2 separate regions of the Rattus norvegicus genome follow, and region 2 is linked to region 1. The links are chromatin contacts, called in public Hi-C maps. All regions are on one chromosome and are shown on one strand. The core of a region is the stretch at or near the end of the contact, and the rest is flanking DNA. Distances in the headings are between cores, read along the strand shown.

What was found. A called contact is a pair of places that touch in the nucleus more often than the background predicts.
Region 2: a contact with region 1 is called in a Hi-C map of psoas muscle, with 3 times the contacts expected there. The contact joins two enhancer-like sites. A contact is called at or near these places in 2 of 12 Hi-C or Micro-C datasets (the Rat2 cell line and psoas muscle).

The regions. Positions count from the first base shown.
Region 1 is chr18:31,312,823-31,316,843 of GRCr8, forward strand. The region is part of intron 12 of Arhgap26 (Rho GTPase activating protein 26); the gene reads left to right. LOC134482937 (a long non-coding RNA gene) reads right to left here. Exons shown (of 2, transcript XR_010059688.1): 1 at 1-4,021. Among named protein-coding and RNA genes, the nearest start is that of Arhgap26, 230 kb to the left of the region's middle. Within about 2 kb of position 2,164, at least 27 of the 93 cell types and tissues checked have an H3K27ac peak or open chromatin away from gene starts, as enhancers often do.
Region 2 is chr18:31,399,729-31,403,884 of GRCr8, forward strand. It overlaps Arhgap26 (Rho GTPase activating protein 26), which reads left to right. Exons shown (of 23, transcript NM_001395140.1): 19 at 524-662. Among named protein-coding and RNA genes, the nearest start is that of Nr3c1, 210 kb to the right of the region's middle. Within about 2 kb of position 2,418, at least 5 of the 93 cell types and tissues checked have an H3K27ac peak or open chromatin away from gene starts, as enhancers often do.

The DNA of each region.
Region 1 (4,021 bases), core at 914-3,413:
TTCTTATTCACAGTGAGGCGGGGAGAATAGCAACAATTTGACTGCGAATGTTCTGTATGGAGCTAGAGTTGTGGTCTTTCGTTTGTAGGATGTGGACGTTGAGTCTCCAAATTTTACTCTGAAGCAGGTTTAAACACATAATATTCTTTCTGGTTATTAAATAATATGAAGTTGCAGGGGAATATTGAGGAAATATAGCAAAGTGTTCTAAACACTTATTTGGTGTGGTATGAAAGGGAGGCAGGAGCACAATAAATGTGATGGTTTTGTAAATGCTGTCATTTACCAGAGACCTTGCTCCTCAGGGGAGGGCAGACAGAAAACACTCTGAGTGTGTGGAAGTGTCGAGTGGCTCTGTCGGACTACCGTGAAAGAAGCCACAGTGCTATGGGGGTGAGTGGAGCAGTGCTGGCCGGGAAAGCTTTATTCGCAGAGCAGGCAATGGTGACTTACCCATGGAGTGTGGTTGGTTACCTCTTCACTTAACACATAGTGAACTTTTGAAAACGAGTCTATTTAGAATGGCATGGGGTTTCGGCGGGGGAGTGGTAAATGACGTGTGGATGGCCGTCCCTTACAGAAGTGGAGTTCTGCGCTTTTAGGTTCTAACTGAGCAAATGGAGTTCAAGAGACGTAGTCGAGAAGCAGGAACGCCAGTGGCTAAGGTCCTCGGCTCCTGCTGCTCTTGACGTGTGTTGGTTCTTTGCTCTGTTTCTTTATGAAGCCATATGCAGCCAGACATGGGAGACTAGAAGGAATTCTGTCAGCAATTTTTAGCATCTAACCTGGTGGTCCTCAACTTGTGGGTCACGACCCCCTTGGGGGTCAAATGACCATTTTACAGGGGTTGCCTACGACCATTGAAAACACAGATATTTACATTGTGATTCATAACAGTTGCAAAATTACAGTTATGGAAGAGCAATACAAAACATTATGGTTGGGGTTCACCATAACGTGAGGAACTGTACTAAAGGGTCACAGCATAGGGGAGTTTGAGAACTACCACTCTAATCTGTCAGATATTTTTGGCCACTATGTGGACACAACACATTAATCTCCATATTAGAACCATTATAATCAATCATTCCTCAAATACCTGTGCTCAGTGCTGCATGAGCCAGGGTCACATGCTTTGATGGCTCTAAAGTCTCACGGTTGGGTCTTTACCATGGTACCCTGCATCCCACAAAGATTCCAGAGCAAGCAGAGCTACTCCCTGTTGTCTCTGTTGTTTACATTCTCATTCTTGAGGCTGTCACTCCAATCAGAGTGCTCAGCGGTGCTTTATTAAGGCTGGTATTGATTTATGAGGCAAGACTGAAGACCAGGAGAGGAGACGGGATACATTACCATTGCTCTGTGCTTGCCTACTTTTGTCTCTTTGATTCTCAATTCTCTTCATCTCTGTGCCTTAGCTTCCCTTGATCTGCCAGGCAGAAGAGTGATTCATCCTTGAAGATCACTGCAGAAGCCTCAGTGGGTTAGCATGGCCAGTATTTTTAAGAGGGTTCTAAAGCAGTCAGCCTTCATTATCAAAGGTCCCCATTCTCATGAAAACAGTAAAGGGCAGGAAAAGGGGATTCCCTCTCGCCCTTGCTTCCCCTCACCTTTGGCCCTTTGCTGTTAGAACACCCACAGTAGAGAGGCAGGAAGAGGCAGCCATTGGTAACAAGGATCCCTTTGGGATCAGAGCCATCCAAAAGCTGCCAGGTCTCCCCTGTTGGGTAGCTTATAAATAGAACATTTCCCCCTTTAAACCTGAGAAGAGTGGAAGCATTAATGGGCACAGTGCCTGGCCTCCTGTGCGCAGGTCCACGAGGCCGTCAGCTGAGTGTACCCTCTCTCCAGCTTTCCATCCAGCATGCCAGGGATGGCCCACGGCAGATGCTTCTCCATGCTCCCTGCTCCCCTGTGCCCTCTGGGCCTTTCTTCACCCTGCTGACCCAGGCCGGTTTCTGTGGCAATCCCTTTTGTCTTCTGAAGCTCAGTTAGAGTCAGACAAGAGGCAGCGCAGGCACTGGCTTTTTGCACTTTGCCTTTTGCTAGGAATCCTGCCTGCAACATGGTTGCTGTGGCTGCGCCGAGCTAGAATTATAGTTAGTGAAGCAGTGAGGTCTCAATTCTGGTGTGCCTTAGCTACAGGCAGAGTCTGGAGAGAGGGGGAGATAGCCTCAGATGCTTCCAGTTCCCAGCTGTTGTGTGTGCTGAGACCATTGTCCAAGGGCCAGTATTGGCAATGGGGTCCCTTGAGCTTGCCCGGGCAGTCAGAAGCCTTTTTGCTTATCCTGGGAGACATTTCAGAAATCCATTCTGAGCTTTAGACTGCATGTAATTTTGCCATGACCTAATGTTTGCCTTTCCCTCGTGATGTGGGCTCTGTGCTGACAGACTGGTAAGAACTACCTCCTGACAGCACACCTTGGGCTTCAAGGCAGTATATACTGTACTGGGCTCTGGGTACTTCTCTAACCCCTTAGTTAAGTGGCAGCTGAGACAGAGGTTGAAAGATTGTCCAGGCTTTTAATTATTATACCTAATGTCTATTGAGTTCATACTGCACATAGTACAGTGTGCTAAGTGTTTGACACATACTATGTCACTTGATAAGAACATATAAGGGAGCTGGTATTATTGATCTCATTACAGATGTCTGAGGCTTCTATCTAGGTGCATATTCAAGGTCACTCAAGTAATTTCTTCAAGTATGGTCACTCAGTAAACTGAACAAAGATTTCAGATTGTACTTCTTACCGTGTGTGTGTGTGTGTGTGTGTGTGTGTGTGTGTTTGTTTGTGTTGTGGTATAGTGTAGGGTATATGTGTGTGGGAGTGTGTGTGTGGGGGTGTGGTGTGTGGTGTGTGTGTGTGGTGTGTATGTGTGATGTGTGTATGTGTGATGTGTGTGTTGTGTGTGTGTTGTATGGTATGGTATGGGGTGTGTGTGTGGGTGTGATATGGTGTGTGTGTGGTGGTGTGGTATGGTGTGGTGTGTATGTGTGTATGTGTGGTATGGTGTGGTATGATGTGGGTTGTGTGTGTGTGTTTGTGTTGTGGTATAGTGTAGGGTATATGTGTGTGGGAGTGTGTGTGTGGGGTGTGGTGTGTGGTGTGTGTGTGGTGTGTGTGTGGTGTGTATGTGTGATGTGTGTGATGTGTGTGTTGTGTGTGTGTGTGTGTAAGGGCTAGCAGAGACTGTGGGGTAGGATAGGATATTTAAGTCTGAAGTACTGCATAGATTATAATGCAGTGCTATTGCTGTAATGATGTCTGACCTTGGGAAACTCCAGGCCTGTTATTTGTATGAGGAACTGGCTTTAGTACATACATCTTGACTTTCCAGGTGAATTAAATAAAATTGGGAGAGAAATCCTTTGCTAGTGGTCGCTAGTGGTAGACACTGTCATTAACCATCACTGTTTGCTGTTCCTATTATCTGTGGCATCCTTATTATCCTAAGATTATTGGCCACCTCTCAAGTCCCTTACTGTCTTCCCAGGCATTGCCTCATTGGGTTTTCCTAAATCTTCATCTTAAACATGAGAAAGGTAGATAGATGAAGTCTGTCCATCGCAGTGGGTTTGGGGTCTGAATGCCATCTCTTTCTTCACCTTTGCTTTCTCAGAATTTATTGTGACAAAAAAAAGGGCAAATTTCCTGGGGCGTTTGGAGGTAGCAGGTAGGTTTGAAAATGAAAGGAAGGAGAAAGGGTCTTGATAGTCAGGCTGAGGCATTTGGCTCTGAAAGTTTGAAATACTTCTGTCTTCATGGATTTTTTTATTGGGTCAGAAGTCAGTGCAAAGCACCTTAGTAAAAGGATTTGAGGCCAGTGGACTAAGGTATTCTCAGGATGCCTGATCTGCTGGCAGGAGATAATGGCGCTGATGATGCTGGAGCTTTGACTGAGAGCTTGTTCTTCCAGCATCCCTGTCCTGAGAAACACCCTTTCCCATGACTGATGTGCAGCCCTTAGCTGTGTTCTACAGCAGCTGACATGGTCCACATGGGCCTCCTGACTCCCG
Region 2 (4,156 bases), core at 1,168-3,667, 87 kb after region 1:
TTCACCTTCACAGTTAACACAGAGCTGGTGAAGTAATAGGCTTTTCTCACTGAGGAGAGTTGGTGAGGAGGAAAAGTCTTCCTGTTCTGTGTCAGTTTGGGAACATAATTCAAATATGTTTTATGGCCCGAAATAAAATTGTGAAGCAGTTGTAAATAACTGGGAACAAGACCCAGTGAAGAAAGGAAAGACATTTGGATTAATTGGTTCTGAACAAAGGCAGTAAAACACCTTCACTCTTAGCAGACAGTGGTTCAGATTATCTCGATTTCTTTCCAGTCCCTTCTGTATATCTGAAGGGATTAAAAGGAGACTTGAATTTTAGGATCGGGTCCCGGAGAAAGTGCCTGATTCTACATGGTTCCTAGAAGCGTCTCCATGAAGACCTACAAATGCTGGAGGTCTTTCCCAGCTTTTCCTCCCTGTTCTAAGTCACCACTGAGCCCCTGGTCAAAATGATGCAGGCCTTAGCTTTCTTCCTAGCTCACAGAACTGTGTAATTTCTTGTCACCCTGATGTGCAGATATTCAACACGGTGCCTGATGTGCCCCTCACCAACGCCCAGCTACACCTGTCCCGGAAGAAAAGCAGCGACTCCAAGCCCCCATCCTGCAGTGAGAGGCCCCTGACACTCTTCCATGCTGTGCCGTCCACAGAAAAACGTGAGTGTCTGATGCCCATGGACAGAGTGGTATGTGGAGACATCCCTGTTGCCTCTATGGATTGCTGTGGACATCATTAGCCTTACTGTGTGCTGCTGGCCTTTGTGTCCTGAAGACTCTGGCTCCTTGTGTCCTGCTTGGTTCAATTGCTGAAACAGGTGTCTGGGCAAGAACCTGATCCTGCTCTCCCTGTTGCATAGCAGGGCCTTGACTGTGGGCCTGCCTGAGGCCCTACTCCCCTAACTTGCTGTGGAATTACTACTGGGGGTCATATGTCCACAGCACGTGCCATGGGAAGCAGGGCCTTCTGCTTACTCTTACTCTTCTCTGTGTTGACACCTTAAAATTCTTAGAATTAATTACCGAATTAAAGAATTACTTCCTCTGTGATTCAAGAAGAAGAGTACAGTCATATTTCAATTTTTGTGACAAGAAACGTGTGTCCTAGCAGTTGGGAGGCAGAAGCAACAGGGGAGGATTTCTTTAAGTCTCAAGCTAGCCTCATCCACATAAAATGAACCATGCTAGCCACAGCTACACAGCACAAACCAGCCTCAAAACAAAGAAGAAGCAGTTAATCCATCACTGGAGGGAAGGTCTCACGATCTATTGGAGGTCAGCCAGTATTGGCTTTCCTACCAGCTTTACCACAGGAGAGAGCTTTTGCCTCCTTCCTCCTCAGTTTATTTGTAGGAGGAATAATAGTGCTCACCCTAGAGGGCAGACCTGAGGATTAACAAAATTAGTCATTACAGCACCTGACACAAGACAAGGCCAGTCCCAACACTCAACTGACATTTACATGATGCCTTCATGGTCTCGGGACATGAGAAAAAGGCCTGGTCTGTAAGGAGCTCAGCTTGAGTGCTTCCAACAGTGATGTTCACAGGGAAGTGTGTATCATGTCCTGTCAGAAAGCTCCAGATTGCCCCAGTGGGAAGGCTGCCCCCATGGATGAGTATGGATGACTTTTAGTAAGCCTCAGTCTCATATTCTGGCTGGTTAGGGATCGTGGTTTCCCCAAGTCTCAGCTTGTTGCAGAGATCAGGGACTGGGCCTGTTCTGTAAGCAGAGATGTATGCAGTGTAAGAATTGAGGCCTTGAGCTCTGCTGGACGGCTTAGGGCTACTATGAAAATTAACACGTGTCTGGTGTGCCAGCAGCAGGATGGGTCATCAGGGGACACTTGAATGGTGACGATGACTCCTATGACTATGAAGACTGACCTCTGTGAGCAGAGGCACAGAGAGGACAGCTACCCTCTTACCTTAGGAAGGAAAGGGCTCATATCTGCATTGTATCGTGTTGTTTTCTCTCTCAAGGTTTGTATACTTTTATATTGAAAAGTAAAGGCCTCTTTCTTACCATAATTCATAAAAACAAACGTTTTCTGCCCTTGAAACCTCATTGCACTTAAAGATGTTTTGATTTCCCATAGTAAGGCCACACCTTAGGAGTTAGCACCGTTTGGATTGTATTGAATACTTTGCTTTCATAAGTAAAGTTACTGTTATCATTCTTACATTTAAATTTGTTCCTGTCTGCTCAGGTCATTTCCTTTGTATCAGTTCCTAAGCGTAGCCCATGTTCTTGAACATCTGGTGGGGGTGTGGGTGGGGGGCAGCATTCTCTCCATAGTCTGCTGAGAACTTGGGCTCCTCTGCGTGTACTAGGGAACACTTGGAACAGGACTGACCTCATCCCCATCTGCTGAGGGAATAAGGCATCAGGCTACAGGGTAATGTGCTTCTCAGGTTTCCAGGAGTGCCCGGTCAACTGAGGTTTCCTGCTAAGCAGTATGCAGTGCAGCCGGGGACAAGGCAGGCTGTGTCGGTCATTTCCCCAGGCTTCAGGTAGTGCTGGGCTGTGGTCAGCCTAGAGTGGCAGCAGCCTTGGACCCGGTCCTGAAGCACACTTTACAGCATTGAGGGCAGGAGAGGGAGATGAGGTGAAAATCAATTAGATCTTTGACTGAGATTAGTGTTTATCTCAGGAGGCAGAAGTCAAAGTTAAGGACGTGTGAAAGTAGGCCTGTCTAAGCCATAGAACGGGCTGCTGTGTGCTGGTGTAGACAATGAAGCAATAGAGCTTCCTCCCAGTGACAGGAACTAGGGTTGCGATCTCCAGCTGCTTGGATACTAGTAGAAGGTCTAGCTTCTCTGAAAGGCATTTCAGTAGGAAACTGCGTGTGCATGTATATATTTGTATCTATGTCTGTGTGTGCATTGTTTGGCTGGCGTATGTGAATATAAAACTATGCATATTTTATAGTAAAAATAAAGCATTTGGGCACTTATTTTCTTCTGAGAAATGGAATGGTGACAGGCTGCTGTGGGAAGCTAAGCAGGGACTTCAGAGTAGACGGTGAAAGGAGGTATGGGCCAGGAGATGGGAAGTTTTGATGTAATTGTGTTTTCTAGTCACTGTCACCAAAAACTATAAAGTTTTTGTACACTTCACCCTCCTTTTTGTTCACTTTATTGACAAAGGCAGAATGCTTTGTCAAAGCAACCTGTGGAGCAAAAGCACAGGTAAGGAGTATACAGGCCATCCGTGAGAGCAGTTTGTATATTTCCTTAGAATCACATCCTTCAAATTATCTCGTCACAAACCTAGCTCAGTTCCTCCCAAATTTCAATCATTTATACCAATCTCCTCTTACTGTTTGGGCCACACCCAGAGTATTAGTGCGTACTGCTTGTTTAACACATTTTAAATTGATCTTAAAGCAACTCACTTATTTGCACAGCCTCAACTCTGGTTTTTGACCTGCCTGAAAACATGAATTTTGATGTACATATTACATTTTCCTGTACTATATGGTAAGACAAGTTCCTAGCTACTAAGTTAAAAGTATTCCTCTTCATTCCATCTCAGAATTACTTGTGGACCACCTGCAGAAAATGTCAAGTTCACAGACCTGGCTCCCTCTCAATTTTGACCCACTCTAGGCTTCCCTCTTAATTTGTGCACGTGGCTAGAGTTGAGCTCAGATGTTGACAGTGGACACTCACTGTTCGTCTGACATATGTTTGTTGTGACCCCTGTCTGTCACAGAGCCTGTACTGTTTGAAGGCTCACGCTAGGTGAACATAAACATACAGTATGTGCACATGCATGCATACCTCACCTTTGTTAAACACTGGGCAAGTCCTGCATAGGGAAGCTCATCTCCTCCTCTGTCTGTCTGTCTCTCTGATCTCTTTAGAGCTCTGTTACACTCCCATTTCTCCTTCATAGTACCTGCAGTTTGATAACAGTTGGGCAGCCCTTCTGCTGTCTGCAGGTGAGGTACTTGGTAGGAAGATTCAGAAACCATCCTCTGAGGTTCCAGTTATTTTCAGTAGATCATCACCTCTCTTTCAGGGTCTTGGTCCACAGACATTGAGATCCAGTTTCTCTCTCTTAGGGGTAAATCCGTACCAGTGCCTGTGGCCTTATGTCATCATCATTGGCCTCCTTTTGAAAGTCACATTGAGAGTTCATAGGTCTGG